Regions from separate parts of the Mus musculus genome. Here all the other regions are linked to region 5. A link is a contact called in public Hi-C, promoter capture Hi-C and targeted proximity ligation data. All regions are on one chromosome and are shown on one strand. The core of a region is the stretch at or near the end of the contact, and the rest is flanking DNA. Distances in the headings are between cores, read along the strand shown.

Region 1 (5,464 bases), core at 1,268-3,767, 660 kb after region 5:
AACCACCTATGAGACCTGGTGCTCTCCTCTGCCCTTCAGGTGTACACGCAGGCAGAACCCCATATAAATAATATAGAAAGAAATCTGTTTTGGGGTTTTGTTTTTGTTTTTTAAGAATGTTTTGCCTGCTTGTACATCTGCTTGCCATATGTGTGCCTAGTACCTCTGAGGTATCTCTCCAGCCCCCGTTGTCTCACACATGTAATAGCCATTTTTAAAATGTAAGATTATGGCATAATTTCCCCAAGTCTTGTATTTAACAGGCCCCTAACACGGAGCGCCTTTGCTGTTATGTGTTGTCCCTTTTTTCAGAGTCACAAATATGTGTGTGCTTGGCCAATGTTTGGGCGAGTACCAGTTGTGTACCAGGTCCAAGTTTAGGCTTGAATTATAGATTTCCCTAAGGAGATCTGCGGATCTAGGGAGAAAGACTATGGCAACTGATACCACTACATCTTTGTGCAGCACAAACATTACTTTTTAGATCCCCCCATTCAATTCTTGAAAAATGCAACTTGATTTGTTTAAATAAATATTTAGCTCTCAATAATTACCTGATTACTTATTTTGACTGTTAAGGTCATAGCCTTCTTGCTGATTATTATGAATCATTGATGTTAGAAAAGGGCAGATGCAACAGCATCTGAGAGACTGGGGGAAGAGGCTAGCCTGGGCTACATAGTGAGACTCTGTCTCAAACAACAACAAGAGCATGAAAATAAAAACAAACAACAACAACAAAACAAAAAATAAACAAACCAAACCAAACCAAGGACATTTACAAAAAGAGCAAAATCAAATGACTCATTATTAATCATATCTCTCCAGTTCATCTGCCCAAGCAGATGAGGCAGGATGACATCCAGGCCTGTGAGGACACAGTGACTGTTGCAATGAGGCCCTGGGAGAAATGGCCAAGCCGAGTACTAGACAGTCACAATGAGGTACATGATATCCACTGAAGACTGTACCTAATTTTTCCTACGTTGATGGCAGACTCAGTTGGAACAGTTATCTATTGCTTATGAGTCTGCTTTAAAGCTTAGTATAAAGTCTGAAAGGTGATGGGTTGGGTCTGATAGTCACCTTCTTCAGTATCATATCCTCCCCTCCCTGGCTCTCAGGGTGCAGGTGTGAGCAGTAGATCAAAAGGGGAAATTCAGGGACCATGTAAATCAGCATGGCCTTTGACCTCTAAACCTGCACCTCTTACATGGGCTAAGAGTCCAGGGTCACCTTCTCCCTCCCTCCGGCAAGAAACTGTAACCTTTCACAAATTCCCAGACAAGAGCTGAGAGCCTTTCACAGAACAGAGTTTAAAGTAAAGAAGTGACGCTCATTCAAGATGGGGAAATAGGTTTGTCCCAGGGGAAGTCCAGATGAAGATCTTGGAACGCCACTTCTTTATCTTCCCATGGGGGGGGGGGGCACGGGGGGGGATGGGGGGGGGAAGAGTGCCTGGGGCGGGGAGGGGAAGCAGATGCAAACTTCCTTTCTCAAAAGAGTGAAAATTTACCCAGTTTTCAAATTCTATCAAATGATCCTGAACCCTGTGCTCAAATCCATCCCTTCTCCATCCCTCCTTAGAGCAGCATATAACCACTATCATGTCTTCCTATCTATGATGCTCAGCTGGGAAAGGTGAATATTTTCCCTGTATAAAGTTCTCCTTAAACACCGCTTGGTCACTATCATCATCAGCTGCGGATACTTTCTGGAATGTATTCTCAGGTTGTTGTTTTTTTTTTTTCTACACAAAGGCCTTTCAGACACTCAAACATAATGAAGTACTTATACATATAAGAGTTTATCTAAATGAAATACCTAGCCATATTCCAGACAGTCACATACACAGATGGTCAGTGGATGACTGAGCTAGTAAGGCACTATTACTAACCTGTGCATTCCTCAGTGGGAGAGTGATGCCCTTTAATAACCCAGCACAATGGAATATAGCAATTAAAAAAAAACTGGCTAAGTAATTCATAGGAAAGCACCTGTAATAATTTATTTTTAAAAAAAGATAGAATATTGTACTTTCACCTCTTATGACAACCCCAACCTAAACTTTAACATAGCCTAGGTCACTGTATCTAAGAACTGTTTGGGACATTTTCTTCCAAAAATCCTTTAGGTTCTCTGGGCAGATAGAATGAAAATCTTAAGCTCCAGCATCCTAGACCTCGACAGAGGAAGGGACCTCCGGAGATGCTTCAAGTGGAAAGACCCAGTCATTGCTAGCAAACAGTCAAGTCGCGCTAGGACCAATTAATTCATCTCTTCTGACCCAGCTACCTACCCACAAGATCCATAAACACACAAAACTGCGGATTCTGAGTTCTTAACTTTCCCAGGAAACCGGTTCCCTTCTCCGTCCTAAAAAGGTCTAGGGATTCTGGCTCTTTAAAGTGCCCTGCAAGCGGATTCCGCGAGAAGATGCTCCCTTACCTGCAGGCGAGGAGACTGGCCCGCGACGTGCAAGTGCAGCCTGGCATGAGGCTTGGGGACCACGATTTCCTGGTCTTATCTCGAGTTCAGAGCCCCGCCCACTCCGCGGAAGCCTTGTCCAACCTCCGCTGTCTGTGAAACCGAAGCCACCCAGTCCCTTTGAGCATGAGTTTATCTCATAGTATTTCCTGCGGATGACTTTAGAGTCAGCTTTGGGATATTCACAGTTTAAGAAAAAACGAAACTAGGCTTCGGTGCGGTGACACACGCCTTAATTCCAGTACTCAGGAGCCAGTGGCAGGTGAGTCTCTGGTCTATAGAGAGAGCTCCAAGACAACCGGGCTGCTACTGAGAGGCTGTCGATAAAAACAAAAACAAACAAACACTATTTAAAAACGAAACTAAAAGTGAAAGTGAAACCTGCATTAGCTTTCTTGTAAATCAGGTTCCCTCAAAGAAACAGTCCAGAGTAAACAACTCAGCTCTATTTTGGGTGGGAGTGGAACCTGAGGTCGGGGGTGGGGGTGGGGGGGAGCGTGTGCTTGGAGATCCACATAGGTTGCCTTCCTCTACAGCTCCCACCTTGATTTTTGAAAGAGGGTCTCTCTTACCTAACCTCGGGCTCGCAGCTGGCCAAACTAGCCGGCCAGCGTGGTCCAGGGATCCCCATCCGCGCCCCTGCTGCCAGGGCTAGGGTCTCAGAAATGGGCCATCACTGCATTTATTATGGGTAATGAGGACCCGAATTTCAAATCTTCAGGCTTGAGCAGTGAGCGCTTTAGAAGCAAAATATCTGAAGTCATAAGATCTCTGACTTAAATTTTATCTTCAGAATCCAGACACTTCAAATTACCATCCGATTCCCCATCTCTTTCAAGCCCTTTCTGGATACGTGGATACGTGACAGTCTTGACATGACTTTACATATAGAGTTATACAACCTATAGAGTTAATATCAAGCAAATGACTCAGTTTTAATTCTAGAAAGTAGGTGTGTCTGTATAATAGGAAATATATTTTTAAATCGTGGATTTGGTGACTTCCTCAAAGTTCCTCGACATAATGAAACCAGTTGTCTTGCCGTTCAAGAACTTCCCATCTCGAACCGTGCCCTTTGTGAACGCTGTGGATCACGGCCAGTCTCGGGATCCAGGTGGGGGAAGTCTATTCTAAATGATGTTGAGAAAGACTTTCTGCGAACTGGAAGTGTGGACTTTTTCCAAGACAAAACCTTGGGAACTCCACAGAGCACTGTCATCTTTAAACATTTCACTGTTGGACTTCAAGGGCCTTCTTCATTCTCTGCTTTCCCCCACTTACTTACTAAAACTACTATTCCAAAGTAGTGCACTGGGTGAATACTGGGGTGTCCGCTGGCTTAGTTGTAATGAGATTTTCACATTCTCAAAGCATCTCCATTTTTAACTTGGAAGTCATTGGGGTTGATGCTGCCTAAAGGATCTATAGAGAATGTGGCACTCTAAACAGCAACAATAAAATTGGAATAAGACCAGAGCCTCAGCTGAGATAGTCCCTCTTCCAAATGTCTTTTGAACCCCAATAATAGAATAAAGCAATTAAAGTTAGAGATAACATTAGTTGGCTGACTGAAAATAAAATATAGACTTTATATGTGGAAATTCAGTCTAAACATATGTGTGTGTATATACACGTGCACAGACAAAACATATTTCTAGTTAATAGGTTTGTGTTTGTTTGTTTGTTTGTTTGTTTTTGGTTTTTCGAGACAGGGTTTCTCTGTGTCCTGGAACTCTGTAGACCAGGCTGGCCTCGAACTCAGAAATCCGCCTGCCTCTGCCTCCCCAGTGCTGGGATTAAAGGTGTGCGCCACCACGCCTGGCCAAGCTTTATGATATGTTAGTATGGTTGTGACTATTCAGATCTGTAAAAAATTCACTTTAGAGACCCACTCCTTAGCTGAGTTCCCTTGGTTCCATAAGGATCTGAGAGGTGAGGATTAAGCCACACCCCCTTAGTAGTCTCTATGATATGTGAATTCCTTCTAAAGCTAGAAGAGGTGAGGTGGTTTGGTTTTGTTTGTTTTGTTAAAGCATTGCTTACAGTCTACATAAATTCTCCACAGAGAAGGCAAGGGGTGACTGAACCTGGTCTCTCTGAAGCTCTCCATGGGAACTGGGGCCTGCTGCTTTCGCTGATTTGCATATGAGTAATCTGAAGAGTCGCCCCACCCCCACTCCTCCACCTGTTTCTACTCCTCCGACATTTATTCTCCCATGAAGTTGTCCATGCCCCCTTAATGAAGTTTTGGTATCCTCCAGAAATAGAAAGTGAGGATGTGACTTTTATACACACACACATACATGTATACATGTATATATGTGTGTGTGTGTGTGTGTGTGTGTGTGTGTGTGTGTGTGTGTGTATAAAATCACCATCTCAAAAATACACATAAGCCAAAATAGCCTAGGCAAGGAGATAAGTATCCCTGAAAATGATATGAGTTTTTGTGATTTGGACAAAATGAATAGAGAAACGGTCAGACAAGAGAAAAACAGCGGCTAGCCAAGACTGAAGAGTGGAACAAATCTCTAATGTCATTTCTAATCTTGCTGTTTCCTGTTCATACCCCACCTGGCCTACTCATTTCAGGGAGATAAACCTCCTTGCTGCTCCCAGTCTGCTTAGCTGACGATGAAGACCAAGCAACCATCTCAAGGGTAAGGCACTACACAAAGTGATTCCGGAGATACCCAACCTGCAGGAGGGACAAACTGCAAAGGCTGAAGGGGAGCAAGCGTGGACAGTTCCTGCAGAGAATATTACTGTGCTGCAGTCTAGACTGAAAGGCTGGCTCTCATCACGTCTCAGAGGGCCTGGAGGGTTAAGGAGAAAGGTTGGTTCCCAGTGGTAATGCAAAGTCATTGGAGAGTGCCAGAAGCAAGGGTCAGGCTGCGTGGGTCTGGAGTTACAGTTAGTTGTAAGCTGCTAAGAATCAAACCTTGGTGCTTTGGGGTGCCCGTAACTGGATAAGCTC
Region 2 (5,525 bases), core at 145-2,644, 780 kb after region 5:
GTAAACAGGTAAAGGATATAGAGAAAGAGGACCAGAAATTGATGATTCATTTTCAAATCCGCTGGGAACTATATGAGAATATTTGCAGTAAGCCAACAACTCACTCATACAAACCTATTATGAAACCAAAAGCAACCTCCGGCTTCTTTATTCCCACTTCTGTTTCCCTTCTCCGCATTTCTCCTCCTCTCTGTGACACACTCAGCGGCTCGGTCCTTTCATTCAGGGAAAAGGAGTTTCCCCTGATAGACTAGTAACCACCGGAAAGCAATCAACCAACAAAGCAAGCAGGTGAATACAGGAAGCATTCAATGTGGCAGCAGAAACCCAGCAAAAACAACCAATTTGTTCCCTCAACAGGTTATTTCAATTCCTTGAAAATTAAGACTGGGGAGAAAGGGGGAGAAAGAGACGACTTATTGTTTTCCTCTGCAAGACCACACTGTAAAACCAACAAAGACCGCTTCTTTAAGGATCCAAGAGACACAATAAATACCACCCAATTACTCTCCCACAGCAACAGGAAAAGTTCAACACTGCCATTTTCGCAGTAAGCAACAATTAGTCCTGCCGTTGTACACAAGCATCCAGCCTTCTTAGCAGGCACTGGCTCGCAGATCTCAGACACCCTTGTCTTTAACTGCAGCACCCAGGCAGCCCCGAGCGCTAACACCCACCTTCGCGGGAGGGAAAAAAAGGGCCTCTTCTTCTGGGGAGGGAAAACAGTTCACATCTTGTTCCCGTCGCCTGCTTCAGGAACCTAAAAACAGAAGCAGCAAGTCACTAACTCAAAAACCCAGGGCCAATAGATGCTCTCTTTTTTTTTTTCTGCGCTGTTTAGATGACTAGAAAAATGTACAGAAGAATAAGAAAGAGGGGGGGTCGGGTTCTAAGGCACAAGGGGATGCATGCATTTATCAACAGCTAGCCACTCCTTCCTAGGCTGTCGGAAACCCGCAGGTTTTCTAGCTTTGAAGTTCCCTGCCAGTAGCAGGGGGCTAAGGGGAAAGCAGGAGGCGGGATCGCAGGGAGAACCGCTGCCCCCCGCCCCCATCCAGCAGCCAGGGACTGCACCCACCGGCGACACGGGTCGGGCCACACAGGAGCGCCCCGAGGCGCGCAGGATCCGCTCCTCCGAGACGCGTCGGGCGGGCCGAGGTCTAGGGAGCCCCCGGGCCGGGCGCAGGGTCGAGCGGCCGCCAGGCTGGGCCCTCGGGGGCCCTCCCGCGCGGGCTTGGCCCGCACTCACATCCCGCAGCGGCGGACCCGGCAGCCGCCTGCAGCCCTCGCCGGGACGGACGGGCGCCTCCGGAGCCGGGGCCGCGGCCGAGGCGCCGACGCCGCGCGAGCTCGCCCAGAGCGGGGGCCCGCCCAGCCTGTCAGCGCGGCGGGAGGCCGGCGGTGGCCGCTGCTGCCCCCTTTCTGCTCTGCCTCAGCTTCCTGCAGCCCACGCCACGCCCACCGCGCGCCGAGCCCGTCTCCGCCCTCCAGGGGCCGCACGCCGCCTCCGCTCGGCCCCGCGACGCCGGCTCAGCTGCCCTGCTCGGCGGGCTCCGGCGCGGTGCAGCTTCGGGAAAGCGGCCCCGAGCGGCGGAGCGGGGCGTGGGCAAGCCGGCGGGGGTTGGCGGGGGGGCGGAGGCCGGCACGCCCCACTGCGCCTGCGCCGCCCGCGGGGCCGCTCTGCGGGGCTGGGCCGGGACGGGGGAGGCGGCCGCGGGCTCCGGGGAAGCGGAGGCGCGCGTGGAGATTCCCGGGGCAGCCCCCGGGCGAGAGCGCGCGAGGAGGAGGAGGAGCGGGGCGGGTGCGGGTTGGCGCAGCGTGCTTGCGGCCTCGGCTCGCGGAGGAGACGGCTGGGAATGAGTCAGCCCGGCCGGGAAGGCCCCGCTGCGTCCGAGCTGATAGGATTGGCGGCCGCTGCCTCCGCGGAGACTTTCCCCTTCCTGCTTTCGTTTCCACAGGCGGCTCCCTGCCCTAAGCGCTCGGCCCAGGGGACGTGGCACCGTGGACCGGGCGCTGAGACCCAAGTACCTGACTTCAGTTAACCACCACTTCTGCGAAGGGACCGCTTGGAAGAAGAAACGACGTATAGGGTCCCAAAGAGCCACGTTCATTCATTCAAGAATTTGTTCCCTGCTAGGCAAGGGCTCCCAGGAGAGGAGACGAAGGCAGCACCCATTCTGCATGTGCTATTCTCATAGAAGCCAGAAAAGAGGCTTTAAATCTGCACTGCTCTTTGTGTGTGATTGCCAGTAACGGGTACACACACACACACAAAGGTGAGTGGAGATGTTATTTTGAGATGACCAGAAAAGACCTCTTAGAGTGGCATTTGAGCAGAAATGTGAAGGATGAGAACGATCCAGTCCTGGAACTATCTGGTTTCAAGAAAGAAGCTAACAATGAAAAGGATTCTGAAAAGGGAATGTGTTTTAAGGACCAAGAAAGAACCCTCAATGGAAGACAGTAAAAGGAAAGGGGCTAAATAAGAAGACAAAGAAATAACTGGGGTCATTCTGTATAGGGCTTCTTATTTTTTCTCTTAGCCCCAGGTTTGTCAACCGAAATGAAGCATTCACAACACCCACGTCCCCTTATATACGTGACGGATGCTGTTATTCAGATCTTACATCTATTGTTTTTTTTGTTTTTTCCTTTATTTTTGAGTCTGTGAGCCTGGAACTCACAGAAATCCTCCTACCTGCCTGGGGAATGCCGAGATCAAAGGTGTGGGCCACTACACAATGCATGGTTTCTTTTAAGTAAATGTCACCAAAGCTAAAGATAAGGTGGGCAAGAAAAAAATAGATGATTAACAGTAAGCTTATAGGATTTAAGTCCTTTGTCAACCCACACAGGAAAACTGAGTAACTTGTTCATTCTCATTTACAGTGAAAATCATTCTCGGTGAGGTAAGAGTGAGCCAATGATAGTCTTGAATGTTGATCTCTCTTCACTCTGTAGTAGAATGCTTTCCAGCACTAGATGCGATTCCTAGTAGAGGCATAAGCTAGAGATTTGTTCCACCTGTTAATCTTTTCACAGAGTTCCTGCATTCTCTAATAAAGATAAGGGAGAGTTCTGAGGAATCGGACAAAATCTTTTATGACCTTCAGAAACTCTGCACAAACAAGTATGGGGTGGAAGATAAGACATTTAGATTTAGGACGTTTAGCATGGCCAGACTGGAAAAATAAAAGTCAATAGCTAGTTGTCTGCTGTGGCACTGGGTGTAGAGACAGGAGGCAAGATTCTGTCCTTTCTCTGTGGTAGCAGAGCTGCCTTCCATAGGCAAACAGTAACAAGACTGTATCGCTGTGTGAGATCAGCCCTTGTGTTCTATATCTTTGTATAGTTCTTAGGCTGTTGTGCTATAAAGCCAGCCATAAGTGATACCACACTCAGGAGGCTGGGGCAAGAAGGTTCTGAGTTCCAGGCCAGCTTGGGCTACATAGCAAGACTTGGTTTCAAATAAACAAAGCAAGCCTAGGTTGGAAAATTCATGGCCAAGTGTTCCCAGCACCCACGTGGTATCTCACAACCATCTGTAATTTAGGATCTCAGTCTCCTGGAACTGAATCCCAGGCCTCCTTCTGACCTTGGATACTGAGCATACATGTATTACACATATGTCCAGGCAAAACACTATACACATAAAGTAGACAGTCCTAAAAAAGAAGTTATGCAGTAGAAGCTAGGTGGCCCAGGTTTCAATCAAGGCTTTTACCAAGACAGTCACTTCAATTTCCTAAGCTTCCTGTTTATCCATGTAATGAAAAATATATCCTTCTCATCAGAATACGAGGATTGAGTATAATAGCATCATCATACTTAAAGAGACATTTTGAAGATTGGATAGGAAGTATTTTAAAGCCCTTAAGCACAGCTATTAAATGTCTGTTACAGCCATGGAAGGGGCAATTTGCAGATGCCATCAAGCTGGGAAGTATAAAACACGCTCTATCTCGTCAGTAATCCTGAGTCATTTGTCACAATTGCACCCCAAGAAACTGTCTTAGCCACCCTTGATAAAAGCTGAGTTGTAAAGGAGACAGATGTAGGGACTGGCATTTTTACTGTAATCTCATTCATTTTAAATAGCATCCAAAGTAATTGATTTCATTATAACGTGTGTGTGTGTGTGTGTGTGTGTGTGATCACTTTCTTCTGACTCATTGTCTTCTCCCACTGTCCTCTCTCATCCCCCTCACCCTCCTCTACTTGGTCCTTTTCCCCCTCTTAAATAGCACCTCCTTCTGTTCTCATGTCAGTATATTCTATTACCCTTTCTTTCCCCTTCCTCGCAATCAAGAACAGTTCTTCCCCCCTTGTGCACATTCTACTTCACACACACACACACACACAGAGAGAGAGAGAGAGAGAGAGAGAGAGAGAGAGAGGAGGCTCCTTAGATAAGAGGACTCAAAGGCATTTGTCTTCTAGAGTCCAGTGTACTTTCTGTCGCAGGATGACTTTCAGTTCCACCCATTTTCCTGCAAATGTCACAGCTTCATGTGTGTGTATACACCACTTTTCCAATATCCACCTCCCTGTTGATGGACACCCAGTTGTTTCTACTCCCTAGCTATTATGAATGACAGTGCAGCAGTAAATATGGATGTGCAAGTGTTTCTGGTGTGCATGTGTGTGTGTGTGTGTGTGTGTGTGTATGTGTGTGAGTTGTGTTGTGTAACGGTGTAGCTGACTTACACGGCCTTCACACTTATTTCTGTAGTGGCTTCTTGAGTTTACGGTCCCATTAGCAGTGTGTAGGAGTGTATCCTACCCCGCACCCTCACCAGTATTTGTTCCTGTTTGTTGTCCTGATGACAGTCATTCTGACTGGGGAGAGATGGGATCCAAAAGCAATTTTAAGTTGCATTTCCCTCATGGTTAAGGATGTTCAACATTTTTTTCAAATATTAACTAGGCAATTGTTCTCTTGAAAGTTGTCTACTCAGGTTATTAGCCAACTGTTTGAGTGAATGATTTTTGTTGCTGCTGGTTTTGTTTTGTTTTGTTTTGTTTTTTTGGGTTTTTGGTTGGTTGGTTGGTTTAGTTTGGTTTGGTCTGGTTTTTTGAAACAGGGCTTTTCTGTGCTGCTCTGGTCATTCTGAAACTCACTCTGTAGACCAGGCTGGCCTCAGACTCATAGAGATTTCCCTGCTTTTGCCTCCTGGGTGCTGGGATTAAAGGGTTGCACCACCACTGCCCAGCTTGAACAATTTCTTTTGATATTTAATTTCTGCAGTCCTTCATATATTCTAGATGTAAGCTCCTTGTCTAGTATACATTAGCTAAGTTTTTTTTTCCCATTGTAAACGCTACCTCCTCAGTTTAGCAAATGTTTCTTTTATTGGGAAGGAAACCCTTTAATTTTCTGTAATCCCCTTTGTCAATTCTTGGGATTGTTTTCTGTATTTTTGGAGACCTTTTTGGGAAGTTCTTGCCCATGCCTGTATCTTGAAATATATTACCATACTCTCCTGAAGCAATTTCAAAGTTTCAGGTCTGAGACTACAATTGTG
Region 3 (5,825 bases), core at 2,014-4,513, 700 kb after region 5:
ATAAAAAGAAAAATATTTATTTCAGAAACTAACAAGATACAGGCTAAGTGGATATATATATATATATATATATATATATATATATATATATATGAAGGTCCAATGATCTTAGAAATAAATAACTCAGCAAATTGCCCAAAGCAACAGTATGCTGTCCACAGGAAATTCCCTTCACCAGTAGGCATACACTAGGCAGAGATAGTAAAGCATTCCACACTAATGAAAAGCAGTGGCAGACAGGAGCACCTACACTTGCACAGGGTAATAGTCACTCTGAGATAAACTGCAGAAGGAGACAAAGAAAAGTGACCCATTCAGCAAGAGGACATAGCAATTACAGATGAACACTGACCCATGATATAGCATGCAATTTATAAAACACTATAAAACATTAGAGACAAAGGGGAGAACATCTCGAGCGCAGTCAGAGTGGGGGCTTGAGCATCCTCTCAACAGGGGACAGACATGTAGATGCCAAGAAACACCCGAACTAACCCACACTGAAGACACTAGTGGAACTTTTCAACCCAACAGCTACCGAGTGCACACGCCTTTCATGCGCACGCCCACGTTCTCTACAATAGAGCACAGCAAAGCAAAAGAGCACACTTTAGAACATCAAAATCATACCACGTGTATCTTTCTGATCATAAGGAATAAAGCTAGAGATTGAGAATAAAAGGAACATCAGAAATTGTATTAACCTACACAGACTGAGCAACTGATACTGAGTAAATACTAAGTCATTAAAGAAATAACAAAGGAAATCAAAATTGTTTTCAGTCTTGTCTATAGACTCCTACCACAATTAATAATTTAAAAAATTATACTATATTAGTCTGATGATTGGTCAAAAAGCCATAATGTATCTCTCTTTTCTTGTATCTCTTTAATCAATTTATGTAAAAGAATAACTTTGAGCCTAAAAGAAGAAAATTCTTAAAACTTGCAGAGATGGAAACAACACAAGAAAGGTTAAGGAATTTTTAAAAAGTCAATAGCCAGCTGGAGAGATGGCTCAGCGGTTGGGAGCGCTGACTGCTCTTCCAGAGGTCCTGAGTTCAATTCCCAGCAGCCACATAGCCATCTGTGATGGGATCAGATGCCCTCTTCTGGTGTTTCTGAGGACAGCAACAGTGTGCTCACATAAAATGGATAAATAAATCTTTAAAAAAATAAGTAAATAAAAGTCAATAGCAAGGGGAAATTTATAGCAATAAGAAAAATGATGAGATTTCAAATAACAGACAAATTGTGTATTTCAAAGACCAAAAGGCAAGGGCAGGTCAAATCCAAAATAACAAATTCAAAAAGTAACAATATCAAATAACAATATCAAAAAGTAAGTAGAGACTAAATTATAATTGAAATGAGGGGCTGGTTCTGGAGAAGATGGACAAAACTGAGAAACTTTTAGTTAGAACAACTGAGACAAAATAAAGGAGAAGATGTAACTGACTAAAATTACAGACAAAGATCAAGGCCAAATAACTCAAGACAATTTTTTTTTTTTTTTTGTATTTTAGGTTTTTTTAGTAAGACTTCGTCCAGTTAGAGTCAAGAATGTTTGCTTAATTTCCAGTGCCTTTTTTTTAATGTATTGTAGAGTTTTAGGTCTTTAATCTGGTTATAACTAACAGCTGAGGTACCACAACTGAGGAGAGTTTGTTTAGTTTTGGTTTTTAAATTATGTTTGCTACAAAATACTATAGTTGCCTCATTGAGGACAACGTTAAAAGAAAGGAAGGATGGAAGGAAGGAAGGAAGGAAGGAAGGAAGGAAGGAAGGAAGGAAGAAAAGAGAGAGAGAGAGAGAGAAAGGAAGAAAACTAAAAGGGCTTTATATGCTATGGACAGTCTAATAAATCAAATTCATTTAAAAATTTGAAAAGAAAAAAATGGATAAATTTCTAGATATAAACTTATCAAGATTGACCCGTGACGACATAGACAACCAGAAGAGACTAAGTCAAGTATGGAGCATGTGTAACCAAGTCTCCCAACAAAGAGAAGTTCAGCCCCAGGTGGCTCTGTCGCTGAATCTTACCAGATTCTCAAAGTATTCCAAAGAATCAGTTTATTCTCTCAGTTCAGCATTGCTCCATACCAAAAGGAAACAGAGACACAACAAACAAAACTATAAACCAATGTCATTGATAAACATAGATACAAAACCACTCAACAAAATATTAAACCATCAAAAAGATCATTCATGGTGATGAAGGTGGATGAGTCCGAGAGGCAAGGGTAGTTTACCATATGCAAATCAATAAATGTAATATATCATCAGAATGAATTGCAAAAGCTGTAAAAGTTATCTCCATATAAGCAGGTAAACCTTTGGATAAAAGTCAACACTGTATCATTATTTAAAGCAAGTTACAGAAAGAAAGTTGCTACCTGACATAATCAAGAGTGTACAACAAGCAGCAGCCTACAATCATATCGGATGCGGAGAACCTGAAAGCATTTCCTGTGATACTTAGAACAAGACAAGGGCATTGGCTCTTACTGCTCTCGGTCCCCATTGTCCTAAAGACTTTAGGATGAACCATAAGGCAACGAAGTGCGCAGAAAACAAGTAGCCAGGAAGGAAGTCAAATGGTGCAGATACTATGATTCTATCTATTAAACACACTCTCTCTCTCTCTCTCTCTCTCTCTCTCTCTCTCTCTCTCTCTCTCTCTCCATTATGACTAACAGAATATCCACTGTAGGATCTAAAACCAACCTACAAATCTCAACAGGATTTTAAAACAACCGTACTGAATTTGCTTAAGAGAAATCACAAAAGGTTCACGTCAGCAAAAGCAAACAAAAACAAAACAAAAAACACATTCCAGGTGAAAAGTCAGTTTCCCTCTTAATTAACAGTTTACCCTCCTCCCGTTATGTCTTCTATGACCGGACCTACCAGCAATTGCAGCCATAACCTTAGTGGGGTTAGAAGGTAACAAGAGAAACGTTCATGCTGGGAAGCCTTTGCTTGTAAGAAGATAGGTGGTCTCTATTGCTGATGTGACTTAGTCCAGGGGCCATGCCTTATTCTGTAATTAAGAAAAAACTTCAAATCCAAAGTGATTTTGGGATATAAGGTTGTTTGGGGGCAAGAATAAAGAAGACAGAAGGGTGGTGTGATGAATGAAAGGTGGGTAAGGGGAACGAGACTCAAGAAGACAATACCACGCAGGCTGAGGGTGGGAAGTGGGTGGAGCTGGAACCATCAACACTGGTGCTGAGAGCTCCCAAGGGATATAAAAGCCGGATTGAGCACTGGGGAAGCAGCAGGAGCCCAGTCCCGCCAAGGCTGAGCCGCCCAGAAGCAGCCCAGACCGGAATGTCCAGCAGATTTTTGCTCCAGCTCCTGGGGTTCTGGCTATTGCTGAGCCAGCCTTGCAGGACGCGAGTCTCGGAGGAGTGGATGGACGGATTCATTCGGATGTGCGGCCGTGAATATGCCCGTGAATTGATCAAAATCTGCGGGGCCTCCGTGGGAAGATTGGCTTTGAGCCAGGAGGAGCCAGCTCTGCTTGCCAGGCAAGCCACTGGTGAGCGCCTTCTCATCTCACCCCTTCTTCTCATGCTTCCCATTGGCTGACCACCAATTGGAAAGGTCCCCTGCCTCCCCCCGGGGCGGGGGAGGTTTGTGATCCCCAGCCTCAGGTTTGACGTGCTCGTGCTCGGTTGGGTCAGAGTTTCAGTGAAAACCTATCAGAGGGAATTGGATATGCTGCAGGCAAGGGCTTCATTTACACTAGGAATGGAGCTAGGACCTAACGGGAGCCAAAATCTGGGCTGTGGAGTATGCCCGGGCGGACTACTGCTCCCTGTTTGTAAGACACATCACCTAGGGAGCCTTGCTGTGCATCTTTTTTTTAACTGGGCTTGCAGTTTAATTGAGAGGTTGGGGGGATGTAAGAAAATCAATAAGGGCTAGCACGCAGACTATCATGACCGAAAACTCATTAGTGTCATAAAAATAACATTTGAATCCAAAATCTAGTAATTAAAAAGTGAATACCTGTATGAGTTCAGTTAGATTAAAATGTTATATTTGTGTCTATTATCTACAAACCAAACATACGGATTTCAAAAATAGTTGTAAATAAGGAATTTCAAGGCACAAAAGCTTGTAAGTTAACTCTGACCCCCGACTACAGCTGGCCTTTGCTTACTGGTTTTAAGTACATCAACTTTGCTTGGCAGCCGATGAAACTCTGACTGGACAAAATCTTAGAGCAAGGAGGGATTGGTAAACTGAGTTAAAGTTAGAATGTCTTCCTGAAGGAAAAAGGCAGGACTTCTGATAGACACAAAATGGTACAGAATGCCACCTGCTGTCACTGGTTTAGACTTGGAATGAACAGGTGTGACAGTGCCATCACTTTCCGTGCCAAATTCCAACGGCTGAAGTTGGTTGTTGGCTAAAAGGACAACGGGACCCTTAGGAAGGATCTTTGTCCCAGAGCACCCCAGTATAGGGGAACGGTTTGGCTTTCTCTGGAGGGTAAGCCTCCAAGGCTAACCTGGTATCTCCCTTGCACACTTAGGCTGTGCCTTTTGGATTCCTTGGTTTCATTCTTTCCAGAGGAGTGACTGATTGGTAAGCTGACACGCTGTTCTGCTGGACATGAAGAATGGCATCAAGAGCTGAGCTATTGCACTGTAATCTAAACTTGATTAGCATTGCCAGGTTTTTTTTGTCTGCTAACACTCTAAATTTGTGCATTTGGAATAGGTAAGAGCAGGGGGAAGGTCTGAGTTACTATAAAGAGTTTTGTAGGCAGAAAAAAAATTTTTTTTCCTGTAAATCTCCTAACTGACACTGCTGGTGGAAACAGTCCGTGAATGCTGAACTGTAAATGTGTACAAAGAAGGAAGGGGTCACTTGGTTCTAGAGGGTTTCCCACAGCACGGGAGCAAACACCACACTCAGCACATTGGTCCAGGCACCACTGGGAAACACACAGTTTGGGAAGCGTTCTTTTTGGCTGTTTCTGTCTTGAGTATACAATACCACTGACTTGGAGCAAACACTCTAGGGAAGAAAGATTGCTCCGTAAGTGTTCAGAGACATCCATCCTTCTCTAGTCAGAGCTGAGCTGCTGGAAATATCTGTCTTTTAAACTTTATCCTAAAGCAGTAACTTGACACTCTGGGACTCCTAAAATCATGGAAATAGTTTTCAAGGACTACTTTTTCATGGTGCTAAGGCAATGAAGAAAATGACTCAGGTTAGAAAACATGTAAATGAGTTGGTTTTGTTTTATTTTATGTTACTTTATTTTATTTTATTTTTTGAGATGGGATCTTTCTAACATAGTCCTGGCTAATCTGGAATTCTGTAAACCTGCTGGCTTTGAACTCATGGAGGTCCACTTGCCTCTGCTCTCCAAATGCTAGGATTAAAGGTGTGTGGCACCACATTGGGCTAGAAAAGATGAAAAATAGTGTTGTTGATAGCCAGCGTGATTGCAGAGAAATAAGAGTTTAGTGACAAAGGGTGAAAATTACAGTGATAAAAGCAAGATGAGGACACTTGCAGAAAGAAGCCACATGGGGCAAACAGAGCCTTGGTAAGATCGTAGCAGTCTGAACTGCCTAGCCAGCAAAACCACTGAGATTTTCAATACTCTCTGACCCCGGTTCCGTGTTTAATTATATCCAGGCAAAATGCTTTTCTCTATACAGATGTCTGTATTTTCCCAAATGCACCTTGACATGAATATTGCCTACCCCACTCACTTTTCTTTTTTAAACTTAACAGAAGTTGTGCCATCCTTCATCAACAAAGATGCAGAGCCTTTCGATACGACGCTGAAATGC
Region 4 (5,685 bases), core at 1,620-4,119, 980 kb after region 5:
CTGGTAAAGACGATGACTGATCACCCCAACATGATCTCCCTAACTATTCCTGGAACAGCTCTAAATAAGGTCACACACTGAGACCTAGTGCCAGCCACACCCCCACATTTTTAGGGAGACAGTTTAACCTATGCCACATACCTATAATCCCTGATCCACTCTGTCCATTCTAAGGACTTAAAATATTCTGGAGTTTAATGTGACAAAACAGTACTCCTTAGTGTCTCCTCAACAGGCATTTACTGACTGCCTACTACACACAGGGCACTCCTCTGAGCTTTCTTCAATACAAATGGACCTGTATAAACATTTGGCCATGGGTAGTTCAGGCACCCTTGCGAGATTAAAATTCAAATTAACTTTGTGTTCCACTATTATCAATAGTGTAACTTAAACAGGAAAACAAAACCTCACACAAATAAATACCTGTGTGTGTCGAAATGACTGCCCTGGGCCCAGTTGCCAAGAGACGTCCCAGTTTGGCAGCCTCTTACTCCTCTACAATCAACAGCTTTGAGCTCCCGTGGGCCTGTTAAAGTGACCACACACCCTGCTGCCTCCCACCCTAAGTCTCTAAGCACCTCAGTCTTACATACTCATGTTTGCTTCTGTCTTCTCTCCCCAGTAGAACGAACGCTAACTCCAAGAGAACAAGCAATGGATCTCTCTGTTCGGGTTTGTGTGTTTGCTTGTTGTAGTGTTGGGAGCGGGATTCTTAGCTGCTCCAAAATTGTTTGAACACCCCACCCCCATAATCGAAATTTTCAAGGCTGAAACCACAAATGTTCCCAACTGCGGAGATTGGAAATGCTTTTCTCCACCACCAGGTTTTCTGATTCTAGTGTTGCGTAACCTGCTCTTGCCCAGACCTTTCCATTCTTGCCTTCCTCCCTCCCTTCCTTCCTTTACCTCGGGGTACCCTCATGCTCTCCTCCTAATTCCACACACAGGCACGGACTGTGTAATTTACTTATTTACTAACTCCTTCTTGTGCAGCAATAACAACGGGAGAGCCACTCATTTGCTTTTTTAAGTACAGGGATGTCTGCCTCACCTTGCCACGGAGACCACGTCTTCTCTCTGAGCAAGCAAACCTACCTTGCTACCCTCTCCATCACCCCCGAAATAATTACTTGGAAACAGCAAGTAGTTCTGAACCAGTCATTTGGCAGCCTTTGAGGGGGCACACATGGTGTTTCCTTTAGAGACACTTTTCTGTTTTCCCGGTGCCCGGCACAAGGAAACCGTATCAGGCGGACAGTGGGCAACGTTTACGGAGCACTTTGTAGTTGGTCTTGTACAGGCAATCCACACACCGTTCTACTCCACACCAATCTCCTGCGTCCATTTTACAGATAAAATAAGACTCAATCGCTTCTCTTCTGCATCCGTTCGTACCTCACTCTCCCTCTCTGTACTTCAGTTTTCAGAGCCCACGCCAGGGCATCACTGCTCCCTCCCACACCTTCTGGTTAGTTGTTGTTTGGTTTTTCAAGACAGGGTTTCTCTGTGTAGCCCATGCTGTCCTGGAACTCGCTCTGTAGATCAGGCTGGCCAGGAATCCTGAGATCTGCCTGCCTCTACCTGGGTGCGGGGTTTAAAGACGTCTATCACTGCTGCCTGCTGGTTTGTTATTGTTTTTATTCACAGTACTGTTTCAAAAAGCCTTACTTCCACCCCTGGACAAACAAGCAAGAAAACAAACGGACAGCAGTAGAAACTCGGGTTTGTTCAGCATAGCATTCTCGGAGGCCTCTAAGTACAGTGGCACACAGTAGGCACTGGGTAGCTCTTCCTGAAATGAATGCATTTCTGAAGGAGCTAGTATGTTTGACCTCTGCGGAAGTTAACGGTGACAGCTACTTTTGGTTCTGAAAGTGGATTCAGGGAGATGAGACACATACTTCACTTGATGAAAGCTTCTGTGAGGAGGGTTCCAGGTCACCCCTGGAGGAGAAGGAAATGGGGTGAAAAGGCAGAGGGAAGAAGGTCAAGGGAGGATTGGTGTGAAAAGGTGGGGAACACCTGGTGAACCAGAGGGGCCGAGGGGACACAACACGGGGGCATGCTGCTTCCTGTTGGGTCTGAGCAGGACAGAACTTGGCTCTTAGAAAAGACTAAGGGTGAAAAAGGTGAACACAGAGGGGGGAAAAAAATGAAATCCAGGCACTCAGAGGTGCCAGCGGGAGACTAGAAGTAGAACGGGGTGCTCAGAGGTTGTCCACTGGGGAGAATGCAGACGGGCGCAGCCTGCAGGCTGGGACCAGGCAGCACAGGGCACGAGGGTCTGGGGATGCCAAGAGGCGCCGGGTGGAGCTCAAGGGAGTGGGGTGCAGGGGCGCGGAGGGGCGGTGCAGCAGCCGGCGGGGCGGCCCCGGTGGCCGTCGCTCACTTCCGGGAGAGCCGGGCGTCCTGGCCACCGCCCGCTTGCAGCTGCCAGCCCTCCAGGGCCGCGGAGCCTGTGAGCGCGCAGGCCAGGCCACAGACCAGCGTCTGCGCAGCTCGGACCACCGCCAGCCACCATGGGGGCGTCGGGGCGGCTGCTGCGCGCCGTGATCATGGGGGCCCCGGGCTCCGGCAAGGGCACCGTGTCGTCACGCATCACCAAACACTTCGAGCTGAAGCACCTCTCCAGCGGGGACCTGCTCCGCCAGAACATGCTGCAGGGCACAGGTGGGAGCTGAGACCGAGGGCTGGCGGCGTGCGATCGTCCCGGCGGGGCTTTGCGGGCCGGGGTCGAGGGTCCTGCGACGCGGGTGCAGCGCTCCCCGACCTCGCCTGGGGAAAGAGCCGTTGCGCCCCGAATCCTCTGGCCTCCGTGGGCAGCTTCGGGTAGATGGGGGAGGGGGAAGGAAAGGACTAGGAAGTTCAAAGACTGAAGGAAAGCCCTTGGCTTTGTTTTTAGAAGCTCATTCGACACAGCTGGCAGCTGCGGTGGGGGTCCAGCCGGGGGGAGCTGTGCCTGTCTCTCCACGTGTCCTTGTATGCAGAAGGCAGGCTTTGGCTCTGCCAGGGCTAGCTTCTTTTTTTTTTTTTTCCCTACACCCCCCCCTCCCGCCCATGGTAAGCTCCGTGGGATCTTGTAATTCTGACCTTTCTCTCTGCAAGGTCAAGTATTACTTATTTTCATTGCAGTCACAAAGTTGGCTTAGATTTTGATGCCCCCAGACATTTCTTAGTCACTAAAGTTGTCCTTGTAACAGTTACATAAACGATTGCTGTGTTTCTCCTTCCAAAGTCTTCTAACTCAGCACAAAAAATCTAGCCAACACTTTACAAAGGGTGGGTTTGTGGTAAGTTCTATTTTAAGAAAAGCATTTTTAAATTTATTTTTTGGGACAGTGTCATTCGATGTATTCAAGGATAACTTTAACTTAAGTTTGACATCCTCCTGTCTCAGCCTCCCTAGTGAGTGCTGGGATTCCAGGCGCCAGCCAACTAACAGCTGTAAACTATTTTTTAAAAGCTTGCACTAGATGTGTTTCTCCACAATAGTGTTGACCTTCAATTTCAAACTAGTGCCTATTTTGAAAATTCATTTGAAGCTTATTTACACAGAAATAATACCTGTTCAAGGTTTTAAAAAAAAGAAAGTAAAGGCCAGGGAGAGGAGGGAAGACAGAAATGTATAAAGTAAAAAGCAAAGTTTTCTCTTAGTCCCTACCTCAGCCCAGAACCTCGGAGAGAAACAGTCTATCTCCTTCTGGAAATGTCTTTGTGTAAAGCTCCTTCTTACAACCTCAGTGTATCAAGTTACCATCTACTTACTCCACATCAGTGTTTTCGCACACTGCATTCAGCCTGCCATCCCATATGGAGACGTTGTCCGGTTCCGCACTGCACTGCTTACCCTGTGTCTGCTGAATCTACCGCGATTTATTTACCTCTCCACTCCCTCCTGGCGGGTGTATAGCTAGTTTCTAGGAAAGGGTGTTTTTTGTTTGTTTAAAAGACACTGATATTCAAGTGTGTGCGTGGGGGTGGGGGTGTGTGAAAACCCACAGTTTTCAGTTTCTTTGGCTCGATCCTCTGCACCCCTCAAGCATGTTTTCGTTTTCTTCTAATGTCGACCTTAAGAAATAATAAAGGCTGCAGTTAATTAAAGTTTATCGAAAGGTTATTTGACTCTTGCTAAATGTTCTTAGTGCAACAGATTGCAATGCGAGTTACTGCAAACAGTCCCAAGTCCTGAAGACTTTGCTGCTATCCAAAGTACAGTAGAAGTCTTTAGGGGTGACCTGCATACCGACTCAGAGCTGGCCTGACTGTGGGTGGCAAAGAATGCTCATGGGTAGGAAAACACAGAACATTTGAAAAGAGTAAATGAAAGGGTATTTAAATACATTTCTGAAAAATGAAGAAACAATGTTTCTTGCTACACGTTAACCCCTGTTAAGCCTCAGGGTGCCCAGGACTGCATCTCTGAAACATGGACAGAGACTACAGAGACCAAGGAGCTGAACACACAAAGTTGTTCAGCCACCCACTCGGCAGTTTTAATGCTCAGTTCATTTTTATGACACAGAAAGACAAATACTTTCTTAATACAAACTTTGAAGATTCATTATTGGAAGTAGGTTTTTTGTTTTGTTTTGTTTTAACAGGGTCTCAGACAGTTGCTCTGGCTAGTCTTGAATTTGGAGTAATCCTCCTGACTCAGTTTCATCAGGGTTGGAATTGCGGATGCTCTGGCTCTGCTAGGAGAACTAAATAAAGTTCGTGAGAGAAGTCTTTGCAGTTCAGAGTTCAAGGTCCACACAGGCAGCTAGGTCTTTGTTCAGCTGGGAAAAGTTACAGATCTCAGAGGGAAGCCCCAGCCAGGTCCCTTGGGATGCTCACTCAGCTAGTTGATACTTGAAATCCTGCAGGTCCTGGGATGTCGGGGTCACTTGTTCTTCAAAGAAATAACAACAATCCCTTAGTAAGGGCAGAACACAAAGCTTGGGAGGCATCGTGAGATTGTTCCCACAGATGTTAATGGTTTATCAGGTAGAGTAGTCTTTACTAAGTGATGTCTGGCCGGTCCTGTGTAGGACTTTTGCAAATTTATATTGAGAATATAGCCTATATTCTCTCTATATATTGAGAATATATCCTCAATAAATATTTGTGAATGGATTAGATATTTCCCACAGAATCAAGCAAATGAGATGTAATCGTAAGCAAACCAAAACAAACCCGAAAACAAATTCTGAAAAAGTGCTTCATGTTTTCTGATACTAAATCGTAAGGAAGGAAGAAAGGAACAAAGTAACGAACGAATGAAGGAGAGAAGGGAGGAGGGATAGAGGGAAGAATACAGGAGAACTGACATCCTGCATAGACTGGCCTCACCTGGAGATCGTGGATTAACCCTTTGGTGTTCTCTTTCCCCTTTCTGTTAGTGCTTTGTATCCTCATGAGTTGTGAGCATGCTTATATATCATCTCAGATTTAATTTCACCAAGACTGAACAAGACATTTATATTTTGCCCGATATCGACTAATCCATTTTTTTCCAGTGCCAGAAACGGAATCTCAAGCTCTGTGCATGCGAATCAAGCACCGTACCTTGGATCCCTATTAGCTGGGGATTTATGTTCTTAACTGTTCTTTGCTATAATAAACAGTTCTGTGAATCCAAAGAGCTGGCAGCAACTTCGCTTATTTTCCTTTGAGTAAATTCCAGGGGTGGAATTTCTGGAA
Region 5 (6,237 bases), core at 51-2,550:
GTGGACTAAAGACAAAGGCAAGAAAAACAATGTGGGTCTGGGTGTCTAATCATAAGACTCTGAGACTTACTGGATAGGAAACGTCTTAGCCTCATCAGGCAGAGCCTTACTTAAAATTAACGGAGATGCCCACAAGCACCCTTGTGGCCCAACACAACTTTCTGGCTTTTTTTGAATTACTGCTGATTATGCTGAAAGGTTTGAGTTGAAAGCCCGAACTTAGGGGACACACAAAGATGAGAGGTAAAGTTTATGGGGAAATAATCTGTCCGTATATTCAACAGACTTAAACCCGACTTCAGGTTACAAACATCGTTCCTTAAATTAGAGGTCTCTGATCTTTTACAGAACAAATCCCCAGTCTGAGACTGACGACAAGGAAGGAGGGGCACGCATTCTACCACCGTTCCGATGTTCAGTGTTCAAATCCTTCTAGTGAGGAAACAGGGATAAGGTGCTTCCCTTTCCACGTCGCATCTAGGAGCCGGGGGCACGGAAAAGAAGCAAGTCCTTAGAGGAGTCGGAGACGGCGCTGCGAATAAAGCCAGCTCGTCCCTCCCGCGCCCCGGCATGGCTGCCGGAGCCTGTTGCCTTTCCAGGCTCCGATCCCCCCCCCCCCCAAAGGCGGGAAGAGGATCCCCCAGGACCCTCGGAGGCTATGTCCGTGGCCGCTGCCAGCGACAACACCGCGTCCCGCACCTTCCGACCCGCTAGGCGCGCTTGGGGGGAGGGGGGGGGCAGCCGCAGGCCCGAGCTCCAGGCCCCGCATCCCGCGCCCCGCCAGCGGCCCATCCCGAGCACAGCGGGGCGCAGCCCTGGACACCCAGCCTCGTCCCGGGGCGCCGGCTGCTCGCGCCCGGGCTCCCCGCGGGGCGCCTCACCTGCTTGCCCCGGTAGAACAGGCGCTGGCACTCGGGCCTTACATCGAAGAGCGCCCAGACCCGCTCGCGCAGCTCCTCGATGGTGGCTTTGCGAGAAACGTCCTCGATGGTGCGCGTCTGGGAGCCGTCGATGGTGCGGACCTGGATCCACATCGCGGCGGCACGGGGACAGGGGACCAAGCCCCTTTGTCTGGCCCTGCGCTCGGGCCGCCGCGCCGCGCCCCGCCCGGTCCCCGCCGCCTCCCCGGGAGGATCCGGTTCTCTGCGGCGGCGACTCGGCGAACGCGGGTGCGGGCGAGGACTGACGCTCTTAGACCGCGCGACCGCCCGCCCGCCCCTCCTCGGTGGAAGGAAACCGGAACCCGCCCGAGGTGCGAGCGCAGCCCGCGCCTCACAAATAGGAAGGAGCCATGGCTCGGCGGCGCGCACTGTTTACTTATAGAGATGCAGCTCCCACATGGAGGTCACGGCGCCAACCCGGATCTCGCGAGATCCACGCGGGGCTCCGCCCCACGCACAGCCTGGGGGGCGCTAATATGGGAGGGGGCGGGGCCTCCAGAGCCGTTACTCGGAGGAGGGCGGGGTTGGGCAGGCTCGCCGAGGCCAGCTCGCCCTGTGCCCTCGTTGTCGTTGGTCACCTCGCAGTCTCCTGAGGCCTAGACTCCATGGTCTCAAAAACGCACGAACAATAGCTAGCCGTGCTGCGCGCTGGCGTGAGCAAGAAATGGGGATGCAGCCTACGTTCCCGAGACTTCACACCAGGGTGTGCGCCCGCCACGCGGCCTCTCCCGGGGCGCGTCGGCTTGATGGACGTGCTTCCCGCCGAGGAAACCCGCTTCCGGGAGGCCCCAGGGCAGAGGCCTCGCACCCACGTTTCCCGACCGGAGAGCCGGAGCGGGAGCTGGACCTGACCGAGTGGGCCTTCTGCGCTAAGGGCGCCTTTAGCCGCAGGGATCCTGGCTTTGCAGGACTGTACACCTCCGATCCAAAAATCCGGAGATCCCAGGGCGGGATACGGCCCCCACACTCAGGGGACCCATCCAAAAATGGAAGACTTAAGAGAGAAAGCAAAGCAAACGCATTATCTTACATTCACCGGTATCCGTAATGTCAGTACTAATCATTCCCATGAGGATAAGAGGCACAACTTTGTAACAACCAAATTGATTAGTCAAGATGGCCTAAATGGAAATACAGGAAGAGTGAAATGTGCGTCAGCTCGAGATATGAATATATATATATATACCTAGAGCCTCTAAGTTACCTCGACAGCTTCCTAGTTAACTAAAACATTTAGTTGATAAGGCAACAGATACATCTGAGAACATCTAATCTGACCCATGAAGGGATCAACTATTTGTTGTTACAAGGATATGCTAGGGTCTCGGGCTGTTATTCGTGGTGCACTGCCAACGGTGTGCTGCAGTCTGAAGCCTTGAGTCTTGGGCTCACGGGTTGGGACGCGCGAGAATTGCAGTCTTTCTGTTTAACTGTGATCTTGAACAAACTGCTTCAATTTCCTCCAGGTAAAATAGTGCTCATAAACACCGAGGGAATGTTAGCTTCCTTGCCACTCCCTTAGTAGCACACAAGAAGGTATTTTAGAGCTTTTGTTATTAAGAGAATTTAGATAAACTGGGAATATTCAAAGAAGATAGGGTGCTTAAGCAAAGACTGGGAGTGCATTTTCACACATCAGAAGACACTACACTTCTGAGAGAGGTTGACTAAATAATGAAGGGCAAGTGTGAACATTAGCATTCAAAGACTTTTGTAGGCCTCCCGGGGAAACCTGGGCTTTTTGAAATGTGCATTGATGTGTTTAAGTATTTAGAATGACAATAGAACAGAGTGCGGAAGGAGGCCTTAGGGAAAAAAGCAAGCTGTGGGAAGGTGAGAGAGGCTGAAATTTAGCCAAGAGCCAACTGTTGTCCATTTTGGAAAAATTAGAGATAGTGAGAAGAATAAATTGTTGAGTGTTCTAGGAAACCCAGCTCCTGAAAGTTGTAGAATTTGTGAATGTGAAAAGGGAAGAAAATGGAATGAGTTCCATTTGAGTTGTGTGGCATTTGAAATATATCTCAAATGTGCCTACAGTGGAGATGCCTGGTAGTTGAAAAGAACTGTCTAAGAGAGTGAAGGGAAGAAGGAGTTTCTGAGAGGAGGAAAGTCTTTTGGCTTGATAGAGATGCCTACATTTTGGCGAATAGAGAAATAGGTGGGGGGGGCTGGTGAGATGGCTCAGTGGATAAGAGCACCCGACTGCTCTTCCGAAGGTCCGAAGTTCAAATCCCAGCAACCACATGGTGGCTCACAACCACCCGTAATGAGATCTGATGCCCTCTTCTGGTGTGTCTGAAGACAGCTACAATGTACTTACATATAATAAATAAATAAATCTTAAAAAAAAAAGAGAGAGAGAGAAATAGGTGGTACGGATAGGGAAGAGAATAAGGGGATATTGGGTGGGAAGTTATAACCTGAAGAGTTGACCATGTCAGCTGGGGGGGGGGGGGCGGGCGGGGTTTGAACATTTACCGTTTGCTCATATGTTACATTTTTATATGCTTACAATTCCACAGTTAGAGATCCTCTTAAGAAAAAGTAGGGGTTTATCTTCTGCCTATTGCTGGTATAAATGAAAGTATCAATCACTTCCCTGTTCTTAGGGCTGATCTGCACAGAGATGCCACAAAGGATGTTTCTGCTGCTCTCTTAGAGATTAATCAGGAAGAAAGCCCAGTGTAAGACTTTGGTCTGGTTAAAGGCTTTTGTTGTTATTGTTCTTTGGTCTTCATTCTTTCTTGCTTATTTGAAAATCTCATGTAACCCTGACTGTTCTCAAATCCATTGCATCATGCTAGGATTGTATCCAATTTCATATCCTCCCATTATGTGAGAACAATAAACTTTTTTTTTAAGACACCACTCACATGTCTACCTCTCTGTCATAGGTTAGTTGTGTTCAAAACAGCAAGGTTCCCAGGTCTTGCTCTCTTCTAACATGGATAGCAGCCATATTGGATTAGGACCCATCCTAACAACTTTATGTAACCTTGTCTCATTAAAGCCTCTATCTCCATACATTGTCATACGAGGAGCTAGATTTCAAAACATTAATTTTAATATGCCGTGGGACATAAATTGTGGGACGTAAAATCATGCCAGGAAGTTTGGTAAAGTAGAGCAGGCTGAAACCTGGAGACTCGGGTTGGGGGTGGGAGGGGGCGACACACCTGAGATTTAGGCGACTTCCTGCTCCCTGTCAGACTCCTGGGCTGGAGCATGTGCCATGCTTCTCACATAAAAGAAATGAGTCCTAAGGTCGCATAGGCTCCAAACAGAGTTCTCCATGCTAATGAGGTACCTAGAGGCCCTGAGGGCTTAGCCAATAAGCTTCCCTTCCTGGATATTCCTCTCTGCAAAAGGTATTTAATCTCAGGCCTACCCTGAAAAGTGGTAAATGCATTATGGTACATTATGCATCCATTTTCCACCATGAACAAGCAATAAAGTGTTTGGAACCATGACCGTCTCTTGTCAAATCTGCCATGAGGAACCTGGGGAAGGCCTTTGTCTACAGAGCTGCAGCTTTATTCTCGCCATAGAAGGTTTCTTTGCGCTCCTAGCCACTATCTCCACCAAGACTGCCACTGCTAAACGAAGTACAATCACCCACGGGGACAAGCCAGGGCTCCCCTCCCCACTTCCCTTATCTCCCCCTCACTAGACACTGCCCCCCCATCCCCAGCCAGTGAGTCCCCAACTCCATTTTCTGATCTTCTGCGATTTCCAGCAGCTCCTGGATGTCCAAGAGTCTGAGAACCCCATGGCCCTGGCCTCATCACAGACCCAGGGACGCCTGAGCCAGCTCCAGCTTCCCCACAAGACTGTGCTTTCCCACCCCCAGAGCAGTGACTTAGTGATTCCAAACAGCCCAGCACCCACCCCGACAGCATTGTGGGGCAAGCAGAGTCAAACTCCCAGCATTCTGCCTCCCCAGGAGGCTGTGCCTGTGGCAGAGCAGATGTGGACCGACAATATACTAATATGTAAAAATAGAGGAGAGGACACAAATGAGTCCACATCCGATTTCTAAGACCATTCTGTTCGATGTTACTCTATTTACATTTATTTATTTTGTATGTGTGTTATAGCATACACGTGGAATTAAGAGAACACTCCTTCCTCACCAGCTGGAGTTGGCTCTTTCTTTCTAACATGTGAGCCTGGACTCAGTCATCAAGCTTGGTGTCAAACAACCTCATACACTGAGCAACCTCTGACAAGGGCATGCTGTCTGCCACACCACACTTACTCTCTCTGAATTTCTTTTCTTTCTTTTCTCTCTCTCTCTCTTTTCTTCCTTCCTTCCTTCCTTTCTTTCTTTCTTTCTTTCTTTCTTTCTTTCTTTCTTTCTTTCTTTCTTTCTTTCCTTTTTGACAATTAAATTTCATTTGGCATATTTGCTAGCACTGCATAATATGGGCATCAATTTCAACCAATGTTATTCCCTCAGGGGTGCTGGGTGGACTCCAGGCCCTTCTGGTAGGACGGTGCTCTGCCATCAAGCCACATCCAAGCCCCTGGACCATATTCCCTTTCTCACCCATCATTTTTCTCCCATGAGCAATCACAATAATTGCAACCCTCAAGGAGCATATTTTGGATGCAACACCCTCCTTTTAAAAGATCTGTCTTAATCTGTGGACTAGTTGTGTGTGTGTGTGTGTGTGTGTGTGTGTGTGTGTGTGTGTGTGTGTGTGTATGTGTCTGGAGAGACAGCTTAGTGGGTAAACAGGCTTGCCACCAAATTTGCACAGCTCTCATAGAGATAATGCCGGCTTCCCATTTGTTTTAACGGCCGTACCAATCCTAGCTCTTACACCTCCATATGTGCACATCACTCCCTGAACCCCAGGGTTCTCGGATGCTTGTGGCAAGAGCTCTCGGGTCCCACCTTACTCATCTGGATCCAGTGGGTAAGGATGTACCATTGTACAGGAGGCAAAGATGACTAAGGAGAGATGGAAATTGGGAGGGAACCGGCAAGTCATTTCCTACCCTTCGTTTTCCTGACCACAATTCCAAGCTAAGGTGTCTGTCCTAGAGAGGGCCGCAGCACTGGGCTGCTGTGCACCTTACTCAGCTTAGTGAGTAAAGTCAGCTTTGTCACATCGACTCCCTTTTCCTGCACCCCTTCTTTTTCTTCCTTCTTGCTTCCTTCCTCCATCATTAAAATTAGCACAAATGATTTGCCACTGTTTGGTGGCAGCAGTGGGAGAAACTGAAGTTAAGAAAACAGATTCAGGAATTAGCCCTAAAGAGCAGACTTTTGGGCTGGGATTTCGAGTAC

What was found. Promoter capture Hi-C pulls out the DNA fragments that hold promoters and counts their contacts. Hi-C and Micro-C count contacts between places; a contact is called where the count stands out from the background.
Region 1: a Hi-C map of CD8 T cells shows a contact between it and region 5, with 5 times the contacts expected there. A contact is called at or near these places in 3 of 39 promoter capture datasets (liver and stem cell-derived epiblast-like cells), 2 of 484 Hi-C or Micro-C datasets (CD4 T cells and CD8 T cells), 1 of 130 datasets of targeted methods (effector CD8 T cells) and 2 of 9 other capture datasets (adipose tissue and liver).
Region 2: a targeted proximity ligation map of microglia shows a contact between it and region 5, with 6 times the contacts expected there. A contact is called at or near these places in 1 of 39 promoter capture datasets (pre-B cells), 5 of 484 Hi-C or Micro-C datasets (B cells, CD4 T cells, CD8 T cells and 2 more), 1 of 130 datasets of targeted methods (microglia) and 1 of 9 other capture datasets (liver).
Region 3: a targeted proximity ligation map of large pre-B cells shows a contact between it and region 5, with 2.1 times the contacts expected there. A contact is called at or near these places in 1 of 39 promoter capture datasets (pre-B cells) and 1 of 130 datasets of targeted methods (large pre-B cells).
Region 4: a contact with region 5 is called in a promoter capture Hi-C map of pre-B cells, with 3 times the contacts expected there. A contact is called at or near these places in 3 of 39 promoter capture datasets (the C10 cell line, liver and pre-B cells) and 1 of 130 datasets of targeted methods (large pre-B cells).

Annotation. Positions count from the first base shown.
Region 1 is chr19:29,364,491-29,369,954 of GRCm38.p6, reverse strand. Cd274 (CD274 antigen) reads right to left here and starts at 2,517. Exons shown (of 7, transcript NM_021893.3): 1 at 2,449-2,517. It also overlaps a transcript of Plgrkt not described here.
Region 2 is chr19:29,247,672-29,253,196 of GRCm38.p6, reverse strand. Jak2 (Janus kinase 2) reads right to left here and starts at 1,394. Exons shown (of 25, transcript NM_008413.4): 1 at 1,079-1,394; 2 at 678-760.
Region 3 is chr19:29,332,108-29,337,932 of GRCm38.p6, reverse strand. Rln1 (relaxin 1) reads left to right here and starts at 3,263. Exons shown (of 2, transcript NM_011272.2): 1 at 3,263-3,547; 2 at 5,767-5,825. The coding sequence starts at 3,337. Gm52390 (a long non-coding RNA gene) reads right to left here and starts at 3,295. Exons shown (of 3, transcript XR_003952902.1): 1 at 3,183-3,295; 2 at 2,914-3,046.
Region 4 is chr19:29,044,667-29,050,351 of GRCm38.p6, reverse strand. 1700018L02Rik (RIKEN cDNA 1700018L02 gene) reads right to left here and starts at 2,869. Exons shown (of 1, transcript NR_028360.1): 1 at 1,623-2,869. It overlaps Ak3 (adenylate kinase 3), which reads left to right and starts at 2,391. Exons shown (of 5, transcript NM_021299.2): 1 at 2,391-2,673. The coding sequence starts at 2,523.
Region 5 is chr19:30,025,576-30,031,812 of GRCm38.p6, reverse strand. Uhrf2 (ubiquitin-like, containing PHD and RING finger domains 2) reads right to left here and starts at 1,300. Exons shown (of 16, transcript NM_144873.2): 1 at 882-1,300. The coding sequence starts at 1,034.